Linked DNA regions of Mus musculus: region 2 is linked to region 1. A link is a contact called in public promoter capture Hi-C data. All regions are on one chromosome and are shown on one strand. Each heading gives the region's core, a stretch centred on a gene start, on an enhancer-like site or on the middle of the called end of the contact. The rest is flanking DNA. Distances are from core to core; before and after follow the strand shown.

Region 1 (3,297 bases), core at 3-2,502:
TTGGATGCACTATCTGATCAGTCTGTGAGGCTCACATATTCTTTGCTCACCTCTAAAATTCATACATCTATACTTGCGTGTCTGAGGGCAAGTCTGATAAGGTTATCATGGTTACCTCCCCAGAATAAAGTGATCTATGTCAGTCAACTCCTTTGACATCTGGGAAAGACCACCTGCCCCTTGAAAGCTTTGCCTGCTACCCCCCACAACCTTTCCACCACAACTTCCTGTCCTACTCCTCTGATTACAACCACTGCTTTCCCTTGGTGACATACAATACTGCTAATCTACAGGATACTTATTATTAGCTTGCAGCCTCCACAGACATCACTACTCTAGTAAACACTGCTTAAATGAAACCATTCAGCTCACAAGATGCCACTTAAATTAAGACTGTCTTTCAATTAAAAAAAAAAATTCCAGGGCACCAGGAAAGTCAGGGATTCATTTCATTTAACTGCAGCCTCAGCATCATTTTTTTTAAAGAGACATAAGTTACTTGAAACCTATAGGGGGACACTGCCTTTGACCTAGTTAAAAACTGTTCCATCCTGTGAGGTTATTTGCAATATAGCCCATATGGTCTTCATCGCAGTAAATTCAAAAGCAGGGATCACAGCTGCAGACCATGAAAACTAACAGTCAACAGCAGACTTTTATAAAGAGGTCCTGCCTACCACATGGGATCTTTAAAGTAGCCATTACATGACCACTGTAAGAGTGCTAATACCATGACCCCTGCCCACTACTCTTCTCCGTATCTCCATCATTCACTGTGACACATCAAGACGTCCATCCAGCACCCCCATCCTTGCAGAGACCTGAAGGTACAAAAGTTCCTACTGTTTAATGCATTTTGTTTCCATGGTGCATTGTGTCTTGATTGACTGTCAGGCAACAGCCTCACTTTCCTGCTCCAGAATGCACCTTACAAGGGAGAAGCCTCAAGGTCAAATTTAAAGAAACAAGAGTCTAACATCTGAGCTTTTTAGATAGTAGCACTTACCTGTTTTCTGGCTATATTATGGTAACAGCTCTCTGAAGCCACGGTGCAATGAATTATCAGGGAACAAAATGGCTGGGTACCAATTAAACACAGATGACAATAAGGACATTTATGAGCAGTGAGAACTCAGATGGGTTGGCCTTTACTGAAAATATTTAGGAGGACAGGGGAGAAAAGAAGCATGGTTCACCCAAAATCTAATGGTTCCAAGCAAAACTAACCCCACAGGGGAGATGAATCCTGAGGCAAGAGCAGAAATGAGCATCAGGGCCTCCCCAGAGGAGAGACTACGGAAAGTGAGGGGTCATATGCAACTGAGGAAATGCATGAGAAGAGGGCCTGTGAGGGAATGATGCTTCAGAATACTTCATGAGGCATGGAGTGCTCAGGGAGAGCGACTGGCACCCATGAACTTGTAGAACTGCTTTCAAACTGCTTGTGATTAAATGTCCACATCATTGTAATTTGAATTCATATATCATCACCTGGGCTAAAAGGAATGGCAGGGCTGTGGCTTAGCCTTTTTAGGTATTTTGCCAATTAATGTGATGTCAGGCACATGTCTTTAAATTTTTAAATTGTTAAGTTGTCTTAGTTAGGGTTTTTTTGGGTTTTTTTTGTTTTGTTTTGTTTTGTTTTGTTTTGTTTTTCTGTGAAGAGACACTATGACCACAGCAACTCTTTTTTTTTTTAAGATATTTTCTTTATATACATTTCAAATGCTATCCCAAAAGTTCCCTATACCCTTCCCCCGCCCTGCTCCCCTAGCCACCCACTCCCGCTTCTTGGCCCTGGCATTCCCCTGTACTGGGGCATATAAAGTTTGCAATACCAAGGGGCCTCTAGTCCCAGTGATGGCCAACTAGGCCATCTTCTGCTACTTATGCAGCTAGAGATACAAACTCTGGGGGTACTGGTTAGTTCATATTGTTGTTCCACCTACAGGGTTGCAGACACCTTCAGCTCCTTGGGTGCTTTCTCTAACTTCTCCATTGGGGGCCCTGTGTTCAATCTTATAGATGACTGTGGGCATCCACTTCTGTATTTGCCAGGCACTGGCATAGACTCATATGAGACAGCTGTAACAGGGTCCCTTCAGTAAAATCTTGCTGGCATATGCAATAGTGTCTGGGATTGGTGTCTGATTTTGGGATGGATCCCCAGGTGGGGTAGTCTCTGGATAGTCCATCGTTTCGTCTTAGCTCCAAACTTTGTCTCTGTAACTCCTTTCATGGGTATTTTGTTCCCTATTCTAAGGAGGAACGGCATATCCACCCATTGGTCTTCCCTCTTCTGGGTATATGCCCAGGAGAGGTATTGCTGGATCTTCTGGTAGTATTATGTCTAATTTTCTGAGGAACCTCCAGACTGATTTCCAGAGTGGCTGTACAAGTTTGTAATCCCACCAGCAGTGGAGGAGTGTTACTCTTTCTCCACATCCTCACCAGCATCTGCTGTCACCTGAATTTTTGATCTTAGCCATTCTGACTGGTATGAGGTGGAATCTCAGGGTTGTTTTGATTTGCATTTCCCTGATGACTAAGGATGTTGAACATTTTTTCAGGTGCTTCTCTGCCATTCGATATTCCTCAGGTGAGAATTCTTTGTTCAGCTCTGAACCCCATTTTTAATGGGGTTATTTGATTTTCTGGCATCCAGCTTCTTGAGCTCTTTGTATGTATTGGATATTAGTCCCAATGACCAAGGCAACTCTTATAAGGGACATTTAATTGGGGCTACCCTACAGTTTCAGAGTTCATTATCATTGTGTCAGGAACCGTGACAGTATCCAGGCAGATATGGTCCTGAAGAAGGAGCTGAGAGTTTTGCATCTTGGTTAGAAGGCAGCCAGAAAGGGACTCACTCTTCCACACTAGGCTGTGCCCTTCCCCCAGCCTTGAGCAGGCTAAATAGACCTTAAGTTGGACTTTAAGGACCCAGATCAAGTCAATTTCCTACAGGAGTAGAATGCTGAGCTTGCTTTTGCAACTCAATCCAGCTGAAAGAAAGGATGGGTCTGTGGGCTCTCCCTATATAAACGCAGTGTTGACTACTAAACTCTGAGCCTTCATCAGAAACTTTTGTCTTGGATTCATCCTTCTCTCACACCCTGTCCTTTTTTTATTTCTACCCCCCTTTCAGGTAACCCAGTTCATTCATGGCTGTTGTACAGCTACACAAAGCAGAACTTGAGCACTAGGAAACCCCAAAGCCCACCCTCACAGTGACATACTTCTTTCAACAAGGCCATTGTTGGACTCCTAATAGTGATATTTCCCACAGGCCAAGCA
Region 2 (3,411 bases), core at 738-3,237, 460 kb before region 1:
ATTTGGATCTTTAGTCAGAGGACTGTTTAGCTAAGGTTAGTTTCCAATTTGCATCACTTTGGTGCAGTGAAGCAAGAGAAATGGATCCCCTCCCCCTCCCCCCACGATCTAGAGTTAGTGAAGTACAGATCGAAGACTTCTGGGAATCAAAAGCCTTTAGGCGTGTAAATCTATACTCCCAGTACAAGAGACATTTGGGTTCTCCAGGAAGGAGCAAGCATGCAGACCAGGTAGCCTGATAGATCTAGTGACTATTGCTCATCTCACCAGCATCCCGCTTGCCCATTAATCCAAAGAACTGCTGAGGCTTGGGTCTTCGGGCGATTCTCTGCAGAAGATGCTCAAAGGGCTCCGGCATTGCCTCCTGGGGGACAAACCCGCGAGCAGACAACTTAAGTGAACCAGGATCACCTTAGTGGTGCACCTGAGCGTCCCCCAGAGCCACAGATTCCCCCAGACACCAGAACCTGGTGGGCTAGCACGCGTCTGGGCCATACTAAAACCTATACACTTTCCCCAATCTGGCCCCGCCTGGGATTTCCTTCTCCACAAAGTCTACCGGGGAGGCTCCTGCAGCAGCGCCACACCTGCCAGCCCTGGATCCTGTAAGCTTTCTGCTCTTAATTGCACCAGAGGGCTCACTCAAGTTCTTGTTATCACCTTTGTTTGCTCTCAGCGAGGCTTCGAAGTCCTCTCACTGTCCTAACTGTGAACAGTAGGGTGGATGAAGAAGGGTGAGGATACTTTCAGAGCAACCTTGCACCACCGCACAACTTTCACCATTTCCCAAGGCGCGCTCCTTGGAGCCAGTAGCCAAGAGTGATGTACAGGGAAACTTGGAGCACTGAATGCTGGAGTGCGGAGTTAGTTTCTCCACTGAGACCCCGCAGCTAAGTAAAATCCCGCTTTTGCCCCCATTAACTGATTCACTTCTCTATCCAGCATCTCAAACGCTCTGGCAGTGCGGTTTTACTAAATTCCCCCCTCGATTTCCCCTCCTCCCCAACCCTGTAAGTAGGGATTAAAACCTAATGAGGTTTCCAGCGTGGTGAGAACCCGGCTGTGAGAGAGAAAGACAGAGAGGAGAGAGAGGAGGTGGGAGGGGCGAGATACTGGGGAGACACTGACTGAACCTACGACGTTGCCCTCCCTCAGGGAGGAAACTTAGTTTGGTTCTGGGCAATAAGCCCTGTGCCTTGTCCGGGACGTGATGACCTTTATATTCCAGTGCGCCTCTCCAGCTCAAGCTGGGCTAATCAGGGTGCTACCACAAGGAGAAGGCAACAGCTCCCACGCCCGTTTGGGACTCACCTTGATCTGGTCACTGTCGGACCAGTCGGACCAATAATTTAGATCATCGTTGGCATCGATTTCCTCTGCAAACAGTTGAGTGGAAACGAGAAAAAAGACCGCCACGGCCACGAGGATTTTCATGTTCGATTTCTGAAGAGAGTAGGAGACAGAGGAAGGTGGGAAAGAGACATTATACATAAGGAGGCTGTGGCCACCCAAGAGTTAGAGCAGCTGAATTTCAGTGCCACAAGGAAGAAAGAACAGGTCCCGCTAAACCAAGATTAAAATAAAAACAAAACCAAAAGCCCACCAGGTCGAACACTTCTCCAAACCCTTTAAGAAGGCTCCTGAGGCGCCAAAGAGCCTCAAATCCTCCTCTCCTTGAGTCTCAGCGTCCCAGCCCCCTACCCACTGGCCCACACTCTCAAGCCTGAAGACTCTGCAGGTGGCAGACAAAGAGAGGCGTTGGTATTTGCACACTTTCTCTCCGGGTCTGAGAATGGAGTGGGAGCAGAGCCAGGGCGGACGCCACCTCCGACGAAGGCACGACGGGTCCCAGGCAGCCTTGGCTGGCAGGCTAGAGTGGTACTCACTGCGGTCAGACCGCGGGGATGCTCCGCAGGTGCGCACTTGCTGGGCGCTCTTTGCTCTCCTTGGCCGCGGTGCAGGAGCGGAGCAGGTCCGAGTGCGGTCTAGTCCCCAGCTCCTGCTTTGCGGTATTTATCTCAGGCGTGACGAGCCTGTAGAGCCACGTGACACTCTCCCCACGCGACTTTCTGCTCAATATTTAATTAGCCGCCCCCTCGCCTTTCGCTTGCGTGATGTAGAGTTTCCGAGACGGTAACCCGTCGGAGTCCATAACATCTGGACCAAATTGTGTTCGAAATGACGCAATTTTAGGGAAGTCGAGGTCTTGCCATCCAATCCAGAGAGACCTGTTTTCTTCGTCTGACAATCTGACGCCCTCCTCCCCTCTTCTTCCGAACAAGGTTCAGTGACACCTGAGATTACTCATCAAAACTGAGTGAAGTGACTCATGCCTCGGACTTTGGGAACTTTTCTCTCTAGAGGAGTCAGGGAATCTTGAGCTTTGAGGACAGCCAAATAACTTCCGCAACAAAACCTTGTGAAATGACACTAAGACACTAGCAAGCACTTCAGTGGGATGAGGCAAGCGGGGATTTTCCTTCTAGCTCTACCTGTATGTGTCTTAAAGGTTCCTGAGGTGTTACATGGCTGGAACAGCCCTCCCTCCCTAAATCAGCCAGAATACTCTCTCTCATTTCTCTAGCCTTGCAAAGGGGTTTCAGTCTTGTGTTCTAGAGGAGGAAAGCAGACTTGCTTTACATTTAGGAGAAAGAAGAATTGAAGCCTGCTGTAGCATGTAGAACAGCATGTGGAACGTACCCACCAGCCATCCGAGGACGCTGTAGCATGTAGAACTTACCCACCAGCCATCTGAGGACGCTGTAGCATGTAGAACTTACCCACCAGCCATTCAAGGACGCTGTAGCATGTAGAACAGCATGTGGAACGTACCCACCAGCCATCTGAGGACCTCTTTCGTTCCTCTGAAGCTTCTTCGCAGTCACACACAGAAGGTAGAGGGAGTTGCAAGAGAATAATTGTGCCTCTCTCCCCTTAAGCCTTGTTGGAGGGCTATAAAGTCTGTATGTTTACCTTTGTCACCAAGGGTGTGTGTGTGTGTGTGTGTGTGTGTGCTGCAGATCTGTCAGAGACAGAAGTCTTTAGCAAACCACGGTTTTACAGATACCTTCTGTCCCAGATGTATAATACTTTTCCATCTTTGGATGAAGTAAACGATGTTGCAGTTATTTGTTTTGACTTTTTTAGACTAGGACTCAAAATGGGTATTCTCCTAACTCAGCCTACTTGTTACTGGAACTACAGGTGTGTACCACCACACCCAGAGCGATGGGGTCTTTTGGATAGAGTTGTTTTCTTTTGGGAATCATCGTTCCCTAATATGTTTTTAGTATAATATGAAGAGGAAAGAAGTGTTTGCAAGCCAAACTAATGTTTGCCTCCAGTGTTTATATTGTTTTAAAACCTAAATGTAGACATTCAGAGGGATTTCATAATGTGAACATTCTATTT

Evidence for each region. Promoter capture Hi-C pulls out the DNA fragments that hold promoters and counts their contacts.
Region 2: a promoter capture Hi-C map of maxillary cranial neural crest shows a contact between it and region 1. The contact joins the promoter of Tac1 here to the enhancer-like site in region 1. A contact is called at or near these places in 9 of 39 promoter capture datasets (the 3T3-L1 cell line, cranial neural crest, embryonic stem cells and 5 more) and 1 of 9 other capture datasets (liver).

The regions. Positions count from the first base shown.
Region 1 is chr6:7,089,271-7,092,567 of GRCm38.p6, reverse strand. No RefSeq gene overlaps it. Among named protein-coding and RNA genes, the nearest start is that of Sdhaf3, 130 kb to the right of the region's middle. Within about 2 kb of position 1,252, at least 2 of the 459 cell types and tissues checked have an H3K27ac peak or open chromatin away from gene starts, as enhancers often do.
Region 2 is chr6:7,553,637-7,557,047 of GRCm38.p6, reverse strand. Tac1 (tachykinin 1) reads right to left here and starts at 1,987. Exons shown (of 7, transcript NM_009311.3): 1 at 1,887-1,987; 2 at 1,312-1,443; 3 at 268-364. The coding sequence starts at 1,434.